Linked DNA regions of Mus musculus: all the other regions are linked to region 3. Evidence: chromatin contacts called from public ChIA-PET and promoter capture Hi-C data. All regions are on one chromosome and are shown on one strand. The core of a region is the stretch at or near the end of the contact, and the rest is flanking DNA. Distances in the headings are between cores, read along the strand shown.

The links. Promoter capture Hi-C pulls out the DNA fragments that hold promoters and counts their contacts. ChIA-PET counts read pairs in DNA pulled down with a chosen protein or histone mark.
Region 1: a contact with region 3 is called in an RNA polymerase II ChIA-PET map of memory CD8 T cells, with 42 read pairs. The contact joins the enhancer-like site here to the promoter of Adck2 in region 3. A contact is called at or near these places in 9 of 39 promoter capture datasets (the 3T3-L1 cell line, 3T3-L1-derived adipocytes, embryonic stem cells and 4 more), 16 of 484 Hi-C or Micro-C datasets (the 3T3-L1 cell line, 3T3-L1-derived adipocytes, the HPC-7 cell line and 9 more), 3 of 115 datasets of contacts at active chromatin or transcription factors (embryonic stem cells, memory CD8 T cells and trophoblast stem cells) and 3 of 9 other capture datasets (embryonic stem cells, liver and pancreatic islet).
Region 2: a contact with region 3 is called in a promoter capture Hi-C map of trophoblast stem cells, with 3 times the contacts expected there. The contact joins the enhancer-like site here to the promoter of Adck2 in region 3. A contact is called at or near these places in 12 of 39 promoter capture datasets (the C10 cell line, the HPC-7 cell line, cranial neural crest and 6 more), 1 of 15 datasets of contacts at CTCF or cohesin (large pre-B cells), 6 of 484 Hi-C or Micro-C datasets (the AML12 cell line, the C2C12 cell line, CD8 T cells and 3 more), 3 of 115 datasets of contacts at active chromatin or transcription factors (embryonic stem cells, stem cell-derived neural progenitor cells and trophoblast stem cells) and 3 of 9 other capture datasets (adipose tissue, liver and pancreatic islet).

The regions. Positions count from the first base shown.
Region 1 is chr6:39,346,620-39,351,426 of GRCm38.p6, reverse strand. Slc37a3 (solute carrier family 37 (glycerol-3-phosphate transporter), member 3) reads left to right here. Exons shown (of 15, transcript NM_028123.3): 8 at 1,293-1,377; 9 at 1,909-2,087; 10 at 3,997-4,138. Among named protein-coding and RNA genes, the nearest start is that of Slc37a3, 29 kb to the left of the region's middle. Within about 2 kb of position 3,141, at least 101 of the 459 cell types and tissues checked have an H3K27ac peak or open chromatin away from gene starts, as enhancers often do. A contact at or near this core is called in the HPC-7 cell line, embryonic stem cells, memory CD8 T cells and 2 more, where this site is marked.
Region 2 is chr6:39,758,056-39,762,614 of GRCm38.p6, reverse strand. No RefSeq gene overlaps it. Among named protein-coding and RNA genes, the nearest start is that of Braf, 35 kb to the right of the region's middle. Within about 2 kb of position 2,189, at least 17 of the 459 cell types and tissues checked have an H3K27ac peak or open chromatin away from gene starts, as enhancers often do. A contact at or near this core is called in embryonic stem cells and trophoblast stem cells, where this site is marked.
Region 3 is chr6:39,572,355-39,576,676 of GRCm38.p6, reverse strand. Adck2 (aarF domain containing kinase 2) reads right to left here and starts at 2,801. Exons shown (of 8, transcript NM_178873.3): 1 at 1,471-2,801; 2 at 168-314. The coding sequence starts at 2,376.

The sequences.
Region 1 (4,807 bases), core at 1,892-4,391, 230 kb after region 3:
GAAGATCTCACAGACGGCAAGCAGGCCAAGCACTGTGCCTTGAGACACCATTAGTTTGTAAGGTTCCTAACCACGGTCCGTGGAGAACAATAAAATACAGCAGAATTTACATGTGGGCAGTTGAGAGCTGGGTGGATTGGGGGAAGGACTTACTCCACCTCTTAATGCTTATTTTCTTAAGTAGGATGCTCATTCAAAAGCCTAAATAATTAGGTCAGTTGCTCTTTCAGAGAGCAGGTATTATGGTCTAGGCAGAGACCTGTCACCTATCACAGTCACCTTTCCTGTCCCAGGCCTTCTCACACCTGTCACAGCTGGATTGTACTAATTGGTGCACGTGTGAAGTTCACCCACCCCAGTGCTGCTCCTCAGGCTGGAGCAGTGCTTGAATGTTGTCATTCACTTGGTTAAAAATGCTGCCTCGTTGTCCATATCAATCAGCTGGCTGTCCAGCCTGGCCATCGAGTCCTTCCTCCTGACATCTGTCATCCTCCGTGGCAGTTTGCTTCCCTGTATCCCTGGGCAGAAGCCTCACCTGAGGCTTGTAGAGAATGCTCCATCTCATGCCCAGCCTGCAGCACCCGTGCTGCTGCTGTGCCTTGAAAGATGATTTTTCTCACTGTTCCCTTAACACCATCTTGCAGTGTCAGCCTCCTCTAGCTGGTGCTTCCTTCTGGATCCTGTGTGCTGCTTTCTTTTCTTTTTAATGTTTATTTATTTATTTTGTGGATGTGGATGTACTGTCGCTGTCTTCAGACACACCAGAAGAGGGCATCAGATCCCATCACAGATGGTTGTTAGCCACCATGTGGTTGCTGGGATTTGACCTCAGGACATGCTCTTAACCACTGAGTCATCTTTCCAGCCCCGATCCTGCATGTTTCTTACTAGGTTCTTGTTTATTTAGCTGCATGCCACCTTTTCACACTGTTTTGGGTATTGTTTGATTCCCCTTGACTGGATTTAATGTCTTCAAAGGCAGATACTTTTTGTAGGAGTGTGGATAATGAAAAGAATGAGATTTGGGGGGCTGTCCTGATTTTCTAATCCTAACAGTGCTGCTTAGTATCCAGGTGACTCCCGTGGTCATCTGTGAGTCTTACCATGTCCTTAGGAAAATGCAATGAGAAGTCACATGCAGGATGCTTGACACAGTGCCCAGCCTGGAAGCCCAAAGTACTGGGGTTCTTCCAGTCTCCCTGTCTCTTCTGTCCCCACCCCTCCCCTTGCGTGTCTGTAACAATATAGCTGTGATGACCACCTCTGTAAAAGCCACTTCTCCTCTCCTCCAGTACGCCTTTCTGGTGACCGCATCTGTGCAGTTTGCTGGTGGGATCATCATCTTCTTTGGACTTCTAGTGTCACCAGAAGAAATTGGTGAGGAGAAGCCATCTCTTCTATTCGAAATATGTTACTGGTAGGAGCTGGGAGGTCCAAGGACAGGAAATGAAATTACACTCCTCTTTGGAAGTTAAAGGAGCAGTTTGGCCCTGTCCATACTGACCGTTACAGCCCCATCTTATACCACTACAGGGAGTTGAGAGGAGTGCAGCTCACCTTCTCACAACAGGAAGAACCAGACATTTGCAGATGGTTTGTATGTCTGAGACACTGGCTAAGAGAGTAACGTCTTGAGACTGGATTCTTTTCCTTTATGAAAACGATTCAGTCTGCTCTTTTCTTACGGCTAACTGTGGGGTGTACAAGCGAAGCCTCAGGAGCTGAGAAGCGTGCAGCTCGTCCTGACTGAATGGGCTTGGTAGCCTCAGTCGGCTATAGTTGGCCTTGGTCTCCTACAAGATGAAAATAAGGACAGTATCAACATTGTGAGTGGTGATGTGTGCAGAGCCTCGGAAGGCCAGGCACACAGGCTGTGTCTGTACAGGGCCGCTGTTAATACTCTCCTAGGTCTCCCGAGTATCGGGGCAGAGGAGAGCTCGGAAGAAGATTCACAGAGGCCACTCATCGATGGTGCTGAAAATGAAGATGACTATGAGCCTAACTATTCGATCCAGGAGGACAGGGCTGTCGTCCAAGTGAAGGCCATAAGCTTTCATCAGGCTTGCTGCCTTCCTGGGGTCATCCCGGTAAGGACTCCCTGGTCTCCTTCCACAGCTGGCCGGGTGTGGTACCTTCAGTGCTGTGCTGGGTGGGGAGCACGCTGCCTTCTACTGTCTACTGATGCAGTCCTAGGTGGTTGTGTAGCATCTGTCAGCTTCCCTGGTAGCCATGGAAACCCTGTCACATATAGAAGCTTCAGACAACAGGGGTTGGGCGGGCATGTCCAGACGTGACTCGTGAACATGCTGATGCTGATCCATCATGCAACTGCCAAGGCACAGTTAACAAGTTTTTAAATATTTTGATCTCTCAGATTTACCTGGACCAAGAGGGGTTTTGAATGGTTCATCATCTGCCTATTTGTGAATTCTGATCATTCTGGGGAGTAGGGAGTTGCCCAGTCCTAGGACAGAGTACACAAGGATTTCTTGGTAATTTATCCCAGCATTTCCACAACCTTTGCAGTCCAGGTCAACTCTGTCTGAGCGGAGCCCCTCCTGCTGCTGCAGTCTGTCTGTCTTCATGTTTTGGGGGTCCTATCACTGGAGTGGAAGTTAAGAGGCCTAGGTTGTGTTTGCAGCTTGCCCAGTAACTTTCTGTGAGACTTGGATAAGTCTCCCAACCCATCCTTGTGTCTCAGTGCCAGGGAATGGAGATGGCACCCATCTTGCCTGGCTCATTGTATAGTTCACAAAGCATCTGATTTCATGATGCAAGTCTGCAGCCATCCTACTCTGTCCCTCCCAGCTCTCTTCTGCCCTCTGCCTCTCTGCTAAAAAACTAACCCTACGAACAGGCAGTCAGTCAAGTGTAACACTCTCTAATTCTTAGAGCTAGGGAATAGGGAAATAGAGATAGAGATAGGGAAACTCTGGTTCCTTTAGGCCCTTGTAGTCCTGTTCTTATGAACATAGTGCCTTTCGGTTATAAAAATATTATACCAGCAGTTGTTTTGGTAGAGACAGAACTTCAGTTTGTTGTGGCTAAACAAGAAACTTACTTGCTGGCTCCTTTGTACTCCTAAGCCATTGTTCTCTGGCACTGGCAGGGTGGAGAGGAAGTCTAGCTAAGCCTTTGTCTTTGTAGCAGGCTTCTGGGCTGAGAGCTGTGGTGGTCAGGATTTGGCTCTCTACGGGGTGTCTGCTACCCTGCCTGCCAGGGAAGCACTTTTAAAACAAGTGGCACCTGGGAAATCACTGGCACTGGGGTGGGGGTGGGGGTGGGGTGCAGGAGTTCTAGCCAGACACTCTTTGAAGTCCGCCCTCTTCCTCTGCCTTCCCTTTGATGCTAATAGTCAGGGTTTCCTGGTAATAATGTATGTGTTGAGTACAGGAGTCTCAGCCATCACCCACTTAAGGCAGCTCTTTCAGAAGAGAGCCAGAGGCCAGTGGAAACCATAGCTCTTTCTTTTTGGCCCTCCAGAAAGGCTCTTTTCTGTGGGATGTGGTCCACAGGTAGATGTCTTTCTGTCTGTGACTGAGTCATTAACTCTCCGTAGTTTGCAGAATTAAATTTGCGGGGAGAGAACCAAGAAAGCCTGGCTGCCAGCAAGATGAGCTGAGGTTTGCTAGGCCAATTTGCCTGTGGCTGATGGTGGTTGGAAGCATGAACACCAGGGACCTTTTGTCTAAATAAAGAAACGTGGGTACAGTGTGTACTGCTTTCTGGGTTTCAAACACTGCCTTGCTTTTACCAGAGAAATGATAGAAGAAGAAACTGGGGGTAGTTAAGAAAAAGCTGTGCATAATTCCTTCCTTCCTTCCTTCCTTCCTTCCTTCCTTCCTTCCTTCCTTCCTTCCTTCCTTCCTTCCTTCCTTCCTCCTTTCTTTTTTTGGAAACCAGTAGAAGTAAAGAAAGAGGGCTTCTGGGTAAGGTCAGGGAGGACCCCATGCTGTGCTGTATGCTGCTTGTTGACAGTTGTGGTTTCTCCTGCAGTACTCACTGGCCTACGCCTGCCTGAAGCTAGTGAACTACTCCTTCTTCTTCTGGCTGCCCTTTTATCTGAGTAACAACTTCGGGTGGAAGGAAGCCGAAGCTGACAAGCTGTCCATTTGGTACGACGTCGGAGGTATCATAGGTACGCATGTGTGCCTCTCCTTCCGCGTGGTTAGTCGCCTGCCATCTTTCAGAGTTAGGAAATCTCATTTGAAGTTTTATTGCTTGCTCCACAGCCGTCTTTCCCAACCCGTCCTACCAGTAAACACGCAGCTTCTGTGAGAACAAAAAGTCCAAAGGAAGAGGGCCAGCTTGAGACTGACAGGCTGTGGTTTATAGGGGCTGTCTTCTCTTAGTCTGCGGGTGATGGATCAGCTCTTTTGTCCTGGGAACACTTGGAAATCTCTTTAAATGCAGCGCCTTTGTGTGCTTTCAGGGATGGCTTGGCTTTGAAGCTGATTTTGTGAGAGATTCAAGATGGAGTAGGAATGTGTTCATTTTGGCTTCCTCCCACTGTCCCGCTATCTCCAGCCAAGGAAGCAAACATAGCACCTTAGTGTGTAGATTGTCAGGTACCAGAGGAAGGGCAAACAGAAGGATTTCCCTTTCCTTTCTTGTCTGTGTTTGCTGGATACAACAGATTTATTTTATTTTCCAGGCTAGGGATTGAACCCTGGGTTAGGAAATGTACTATAACCCTAGTTCTATAACAGATTTTAGCAGTGGCTTTGCGATGTAGCCAGAAATACAAATGAGGAAATAATAAACCCTTAGGCAAGACCAACAGATTATACACTGTGGCCTCACCTTA
Region 2 (4,559 bases), core at 940-3,439, 190 kb before region 3:
TCTCTCTCTCTCACACACACACATACACACACACACACACACACACACACACACACACACACACCCATTCCCACCTCACTGCCCTAGCATTCCCCTACACTGGGGCATCAAGCCTTCATAGGACCAAGGGCCTCCTCTCCCACTGATGCCAGATAAGGAACATCCTCTGCTACTTGTGCAGCTGGAGCCATGGGTCCCTCCATGTGTACTCTTTGGTTGGTGGTTTAGTCCCTGGGAGCTCTGGGAGAGGGTGTCTGGTTGGTTGATATTGTTGTTCTTCCTATGGAGTTGCAAACCCCTTCAGCTCCTCCAGTCCTTGCCCTAACTCCTCCATTATGGTCCCCATGCTCAGTCCAATGGATGACTGCGAGCATCTGTGTCTGTATTGGTCAGGCTCTGGCATAATCTCTCAGGAGACAGCTATATCAGGCTCCTGTCAGCAAGCACTTCTTGGCGCACGACTTTAATCCCAGCCCTTGGGAGGCAGAGGCAGGTGGATTTCTGAGTTCGAGGCCAGCCTGGTCTACAGAGTGAATTCCAGGATAGGCAGAGCTACACAGAGGAACCCTGTCTCAAAAAAAAAAAAAAAAAAAAAAAAAGGACAGAAGCATCCACATCTTGGATTTTCCTTCTTCTTGAGCTTCATATGGTCTGTGAGTTGAATCTTGGGTATTCCGACCTTTTTGCCTAATATATCCACTTATCAGTGAGTGCATGCTATGTGTCAACTCTTGTTTTTAAAACAGATATTTTTAAACACCAACCACATGGTTGTCAGCCATGTTTACTAAGGTTAAAGGGTACGTGCCGCGTGACTTCCCTATCTTAAGATGACCACATGGTATAAAGGAACAATTATAAAATTTCTCAGTCCTACTGAGGACTTAGTTTGTCACTGTACCTCTTTTTAGACAAAGGGAACATCCAAGTCTCCAAATTATTTTGCATTGGTATGGATTTTTCTATGATTAACAAGAGCCCACTTAGAGATTTCAACCTAAATACTTATACCTTTGCTAACTGCATCAATTTATAAACTCCTAAGGTCTATAAAGGAAATAAAACTTGAGACATGTGATTCATGTAATTTATGTCAAATAGCCCAAAGAGTTGTTTGTGAGCTTTGAAACCTGGGGCTGAGAACATAGCAGAACAGGCCAGGACATGCCCGGGCAGGCCCGTCGTCATATGTCCTGACTGTCCTAGTGCCTCCCTATCTCCTGCCCTTCTGACAGTCTGTTGATGTTTAAATGGACCAATCATGTGAAACCGCGCCAATTCCTCCCCCAGCCCCACCCCTTTTCTATAAAAACCCCTAGCCTCCAAGCGTTGGGGTCGAAACCACTGTCTCCTGCGTGAGATACGTTTCGAACCGGAGCTCCGCCATTATGGCTCCACCATGTGGTCGACACCTCTGTCTCCTGCGGGAGATATGTGTCGGCCCGGAGCTCCGTCATTAAACTACCTCATGCTTTTACATCAAGATGGTCGTCTGTTTGTGATTCTTGGGTGCACGCCGAATCGAGAATTGAGTGGGGGTTTCCCCACTAGGTTCTTTCAGTCTACTCAGGTTCACAGTACTATTTGTCTAGCTCCTTTGTCTTTGCTTGCCTTGCTAAGCTACTAACTTGTATACTGTTGGTTTAGCGCCAAGCTTTATTTAACCTCCTGTATGTATTTTCAAGGTTAAGCCTGAAATCAGGTCTACTTAATAGATAGATGGTCCTCAGACTCTTCAGGGACCTGCTGAGTATGGTGTTTAAAATGGTTAAGCTTCCCATAATAGATATGCCTCTTTTGAGTGGGAACCTGAAAGGTAGGGTGTAGCAACTCCCCCTAATTGTGGTTACACGTATCACTGGGTAAAATCACCCCATGCTTCACCCCCTGCCAGGGCTCTACACAAACTGTGGACACTTTGCGGTTGATTGCTCTACTTTGCCTGGTCAAAGTAAGATCAGTTTTCCCAAGTTCCTCTACAGGAAAAATCTCAGACCTGGGTCTGACAGCCAAAGGCCCATGCTGCTCCGTTTTGACAGCTGAAACTGAGCTGTTATGCTCTATGACAGCAGAAGACCTGTGACTACTGTCCCCAGTAAAACTAGGAAGGCCACCAAGAGCCTAGGAGACTCACCTTAGGGAATGGGGAAGTCTCTGTCATTTAAATGATGCATAGTCATTTGGATTATCCTTCCAGCTGCAATTTATCGGTCTCAGATCTCTGAGCACATGGACTGACTGTACCTTTAACAGCAGTAAGCTTTACCAGCTCCTTCCCCCAAGGCTGCAGCTGCCTTCTCACCTCTGAGCTCCTCTGTCTCAGCCCTTACTCACTTGGGACCTTCTAGGTGTCCAGCTGAGAAAGACTAAACAGTTTACTTCGCTCTAGACCCTAGACTCTAAAACAGGACTAAATTCATAAAATAGGTTTCAAGGTAACTTTTCTACTATTCTTTTATTTAAAGGAGCCTGCTTTATTATAGTGACCGCTCAATTATCAGCCACTTTTAAAGAAGTGTTTGTGAGAATTACAAAGGCCTAAGGACGTGATTTAAGGTATAGAAAATGCTTCAGATCTCTTTCCCGCTCCATATTGAAGCTTAAAAAGGTCAAAGCCTTGACGTTAATCAACAGCGTCTGATAAGCTATTAGTCGGGCTCTGGTAAAGCACTGCTGATGCTAATGCTATTAAGCACAAGCTTAACTTTTAAATTTTCCTTTAGTTGTCTTTTTTAAAAAAATGTTTCACATTGTGCTAAAAACATGTGTCTGACCTGTCCACACCCAGCCTTCTGGACAGAAGAAAGAGTGTTCACGCTTTGAACCTAAAATCATTGTGGGGTCCCAAGCTACGAGTCAAAAGTATGAGTCTCCTTACTGCCTTTTGAACAATGTGAATTTCAGTCCAGATTGCAAACAGTGGCAATGCTAACATATCTAAAACTTTGCCTCTTTTTGAAAAATGAAGAAAACAAAAAACCAAACCAAAACAAAACAAACTCTTGTAGCTTCAGGGAATCATTTTGGATCCATGTCTCATAGGTCAAACAGATTTAAGTAATCCTGACAGCCTAAGTTTTTCTGTCTACTAACCATTCCTTAGGGTGGGACTCTCTCCAGGTCTTGGGACTCTCCTCCCCCAACTACCAGTTTTCAAATGTACACTCAAGATTAAAAAAAAAAAAATCGAAACCCCTAAATTTTACTTTCTCTCCAAAACTACCCAATTTGTCCCAGCAGATTTCAAATCAACTGCTGGCTGCCCCAGCACAAACTCCAGATGTTCCCTCACAATCTGTATCTCCGAAAGCTTCGGAGCCACTCGCCCCAGGTGATCCAGCCTCTCAGGCGGCTCCCAAGTAGCCTGCACTCCCTAGCCCCGGGTGGGACAGCAGAGCCTGGCCAGTGAGTGAAACAGCCGGCTCTTCCTGGAATTGGTCAGCATTCCAGCTTCCATTGGTCCCCCAAACAAGGACGCCCCAATGTCAACAGGAAGTAGTCCTAGAGGAGATTACAAATCACTCCTTATCTATTTATTATCAACAAAAGGCTGGGGTGTTAGGTTTTAAACTTAGGACAAATGGCTGAGGTGCCTATTTAACACATCAAACTGAGCCCTGGCTGCCAGGTTCTCCTGACATCTCTTAGTCCCTCCCTGTTACAAGGCCCTCCAGGCTGATGTACCCCGCCCCCACCCCAAATTGCGGCCCTAGGTGCTGAGCTGTTCCTCCCTATGTAGTCCAACTATTTCGGTTACCCACTATTTTTTGTACCTTTGGGCCTCCTGGCTGCTGCTGTACCTGGTCCCCCTCGCTCCCCTCTCCCAACAAAGCACAGCTCAGTCTGGTCAGGTCCACTCTGGACTCTCTCAGAGCTCCCCACCTCCAGCTATGCTCTCTCTCCATACCTAGGAGCAGTCATGGCTGTTAACAGACCTTGTTAGAGGTCTGTCTAAGCTCCAACCCACAGTTACCTGGCAACAGCCAGGTATGTTCCTCCCCATAGTTACCAGGCCTAAACCATCATGAGAGGGGCTGCTTGCCCCCTCCTCCCTCTCTTGTTTTCTTGCTCTCTTTTGCTCTCTTGCTCTTCCTCTTCCCTTCCCATTCCCTTCCTCCCTCTCTCCACGTGCTCATAGCCACGACCAGCCTCTTCTTCTCTTCTTCCCTTCCCTTCCCTTCCCCTCCCCTCCCCTCCCCTCCCCTCCTCTCCTCTCCTCTCCTCTCCTCTCCTCTCCTCTCTCTCCTCTCTCTCCTCTCCTCTTCTCTTCTCCTCTCTCTCCTCTCCTTCTCTTCTCTTCTCTTCTCTTCTCCCCTCCCCTCCCCTCCCCTCCCTTCCCCTCTCTCTCCTCTCCTTCTCTTCTCTTCTCTCCTCTCCTCTCCTCCCCTCCCCTCCTCTCTCTCTCCTCTCCTCTCTTTCTCTTCTCTTCTCTCCTCCCCTCCCCTCCCCTCCTCTCTCTCTCTCCTCCCCTCCCCTCCTCCCCTCTCTCTCCCTTTCTCTGCCTCTACTATCCTCTTAATTCCTTTCCCCATGCCCTGAATAAACTCTATTCTATACTA
Region 3 (4,322 bases), core at 1,552-4,051:
CTGGTGGACTTGGACTATTTCTTGTTGCATCCGCTAGCATTACCCACCCTGACTAATGACATCCTGGGAAATGACCTACTCACTCATCAGTCACCTGGTTCATAACCAACAGCTAACTATGGCAAGAACTATATTAGGTGCTATTTACAGCTGAGAGAAGGAGTCACCTGTTGGACCATGAGCTTCTCGAATTCCTCCACGATCTCAGGCAAGCTAAGCCATTTGACTCCAGGTAAAAGCCCCAGGGCTTTGCTGCCAATCTTCATCAGCAGTAAATCCATGGACACCTGAGAGAGCAAGCCTGGGTGTAATACCTGCCAGAAAGAACCAGGAGACAAGACAGTGGGTCAGAGGGAAACATTTTACCTAGCCAGCACATGCTCCCACCTTCAAAACAGCCAGAGTGCTTCTTGTCAAAACGAAGGGAAGTAGCCCAATACCCATGATGCTCTTGGGTTGTGGTGGTCCCTCCTCCCCAGAAGTAGCAAAACCCAAGGTTTTTTTTTTTTTTTTTTTCCCCTCCCTCCTTCACACTATTCACACCACTGTTCTCTGAAGTCAAGAAATGAAGTCAGAGCCTATTGTGGAGGAATACACCTTGAATCCCAGCACTCAGGAGGCAGAGGCAGGCAGATCTCTGTAGCTTTGAGGCCAGCCTGGTCTACAGAGTAAGCTCTGGAACAGCCAAGGGGCTACATAGTATAAATCTACCTCAAAAAAAAAAAAAAAAAAAAAAAAAAAGGAGGAGGAGGGGGAAAGGAAAGAAAAAGAAAAAACAAACAAACTTGAGCCAGGAGGTTGTGGCAATCCCTGCTACTTGGGAGGACAATTAAAATAGCAGGGTCTTGTCTACAATTAAAGGCAAAATGAGGCCTCACAATAAACCTCAGTGGCTGAGGGTTTGCCTAGCATGTGTGAACTAAGTTTGACTGCCCCTTAGGTTCAATCCTCACTACAATAAATAAATAAATAAATAAATAAATAAATAAAAGAAATAGCTTGAATTTAACAGGTATTGGTTGAGCTACAATAGCAATAGCAGCCCTAATCCAAACTCAAAATGCTTCAATATCTGACCCGGTAAAGGACTGACAAGTGAAAAATTCCAAACCTGACCTCAGGTGATGCAAGGTCATTACACAGGTGCACTAAAAGTACTTCATGAAATGACCTATAGTCTACATGTCTAAGTTGTGGAGTGTGTGTGTGAGACATAAATGAATTTCACGTTTCGTGTTTAGACTTGGGTCCTATCCCAGGCTATCTCATCCAAGATATACAAATGCTCTACAATCCAGAACCGTATGAAATCCAAAACGCTCCCATTCCCAAGCATTTTTGGAGAAGGAATACTCAGTCTTAGAACAGAAAGCAATGTGCCCCTCACGAGGGTCTCTTTCGGATCTGGGGCAGACAGCTCAGTGGGTAGGTACTTGATTAAAGTGCTAGGCAAGGTCTGAGAGCACTTACTTTCACTGCCACTGGGATGAGGTGATCTGACTTAGGCAGATGCCAGGGAGCCTGAGACACACCCACTTCTGACCCACCAAGGTCAGCTTTAGGAAGAAGCAGTTTTTCTAGAAATGCTTCGTCGGCAAGGTTTTCTGAAGGCTTCCGGTCTTTCATAAAGGGCTCTCTCTGCATCACCACGGCCCTGGTTCCTGGGGCAGAGAGCTCCCCAAGTCTCCAGATCCTGTCTTCCTCCAACAAGGAAATACTAGCGAACGCTTTGTACACTTGGGCCACACAACCTGAACCTACAGGTTCCCGGGTCTCGAAAAAGAGGAGGCTGCCCCAATCCTCCCCAAATGCCTGCTGGAGTAAGTATTCCGTCCTTGCCCAAGGGTGGGGGGTCACCTGGACATGCAGCTTGGAGAACTGGGTACAGAAAGCCTCTGAAAAGAGGTCGCGCCGGGTGCTGGCCCATTGGCCCAATTTGATATATGTTGGGCCTGAGGTCTCTGTAGCTTTGAAAAGCAGATGGAGCCAGAGGGTGGAGAGGCCAGGGGCCAAGTAGGTGAGAGGGTACAAGAAGAGGAGGGGGAAGAATTTCGCCAAGAGCACACCAGCGCGGAGCCCTAGGCGGAGACACAGTAAGACGCGGGCCAGAGGCCCTTCTTGGGCCACCTTCTCCACTAGTCCATTTTCCGCCAGGTCACTCCAGTGAGTCTTTCTCTGGCACAAGCTGCCAGGCGCCCCCTCTCCAACACTGCCATGGGCTGAGATTAATTTGGGCAAAGTACCTAGCAGAAACCAACATAGTCTGGCATTGCGAGAGCATCCCAGGGGTCTGGAATGCCCAAGTTCCTTTCTGAACTCAAAGCATCTTAAGTGTGACAAGCAGACCCTGACAGACAAACGCCAGGGGGTCACCATCCTCTCTAGACCCCTTGGCCTAGACTGCTTGTTCTCTACCTAAAGGGAAGCCATTGTGGAGACGCTCCGTGCCGAAGCGGGGATGAGTCGGACCGCGCCCCCTAGCGCAGCCCAGGAGGGGAGGGATAACGGGGACCTGAGCCGGGGACCACGGGTGACAAGCTGTCCAGCGCCAGAGCTCAGAGTGCAGGGAGTCGCCGAGCGCCAGGGACGGAGATGCGGACCCGCGGCCTAGAGAGAACGACGAAGCCTCAGAGGGCCGCGGGAAGACCTGAGAGGCGCGCTCCGGCGGGCTCACGGGCCAGGCTCCCGGGGGGCGGCGGAGATGCCGAGCCGATGGCTCGGGACCTGCACAGAGCGGGCAGTGACAACCAGGCAGAGAGAGAGAGCACTAAGCGTCCGGGCCAGCGCTGCTCCCAGCTTCCGGTACCTGGTTCCGCCCTCTCTGCCCACGACATGCTCCTTAAAGGGGCCACGGCGCGAACTAGGGCAAAAGCGCCTGGGCACATCGAGTTCCTGTGATGATTTAGAGAAAAAACGCAGACGCGAGCTCTGTAGCCCTCTTTTCCGCGTCTGCCTTTCCTCTTCACAGCCTCGTAGCTTAAATCCTAGAAATATTAAACTACACTGAATATTACAAGTGGGTCCAAAGGAAGGACAGATTTTTCAGCTGCTGAGTTCTTGAGTCTCAGGCTACGCTGACTTAGCGGCGGTGTTTAGACCTTAGGGAATGGCTTATACACTTAACTAAGACTTATTGAGCCAAATCAGGTCTTTCTTGAATTTAATTTAATATTTGTTGAGTCACAAGAATATATACTAAACTAGATAGGTAACGATATTATTTTATGTCAAGCCCAACGAAATAAATGAGTTCGATCCGTGGAACCTACATGAAGGAAGGATGTCACCAATTCCTTTTAAGTCGTGTCCCCCACATACAAAATAAATGTCATAGAAATAAAAATGTAGCAAGGGCCACAGAAGCAGTGAGGAGCTGGTTGAATCATAGGCTGGGCTACTTTGGAGAAGAAAAAAAGGGTGTTGGGAGAGGAGCCAAATAAAAGTTCCAAAGTAGGAAAGACTTTTGATGTTCTGAGGGGTGTGTGTGTGTGTGTGTGTGTGTGTGTGTGTGTGTAGGTGATAGAGCATGGGAACTGAGCCTACATAGCCAGGGAAAGGGCTTGCAATTTCTTCTCAGCGCTCTGGAACTTAAAAAGCTGCCTGCCCTGGGGCACCACAGTCCCTACTACCTATCAACAGCTTTTGTCCCTGTGTGGAAAGAAATTTGCACAAAAGTCTGACCAAGGGTAGATTTAAAGACATCCCAGGTGAAAAGGATTATAGAAAAAGAGAAACAAGGACAAGGCCAGGGTTCCTATCACTGGACATGTCATTCAACCTCAAGACACACACCCCCTGGCCATCCAGAAGGCTCAGAAGATATAGTAATTTCTCCAAAGGTAAGATCAGGGCCACTAACAGTCAGGAATAGTGGAGTGGCCAATGGCTCTTCCTGTATGGTCAATAACAGTCCAGTTCCTAACTCTAAAAGATGGGGTACACCCTTTGGGTTTCCCAAGGCAGACATGATGCCTTACACTGCTTTGAAATGTGGTCAGGTGTCAGGCACGGTGCCCTCACTTTCAATTCCAGTAGGAAAGAAGGAAGGAAGGAAAGAAGGAAGGAAGGAAGGAAGGAAGGAAGGAAGGAAGGAAGGAAGGAAGGAAGGGGGAGGTAAGGAAGGAGGGAAGGAGGGAAGGGAAGGAAGGGGTGGGCAAAATCTGTGAGTTGGAGGTCAGTCTGCTTTGTATAGCAAGCTCCAGGCCAACAGGGACTACATAGTGAGACCCTGTTTCAAAAAAGCAAAATAGGGCTTGGAGAGCGATGGCTCAGTGGTTAAGAGCACTAGTTGTTCTTGCAAAGGCTCTGGGTTCCATTCTTAG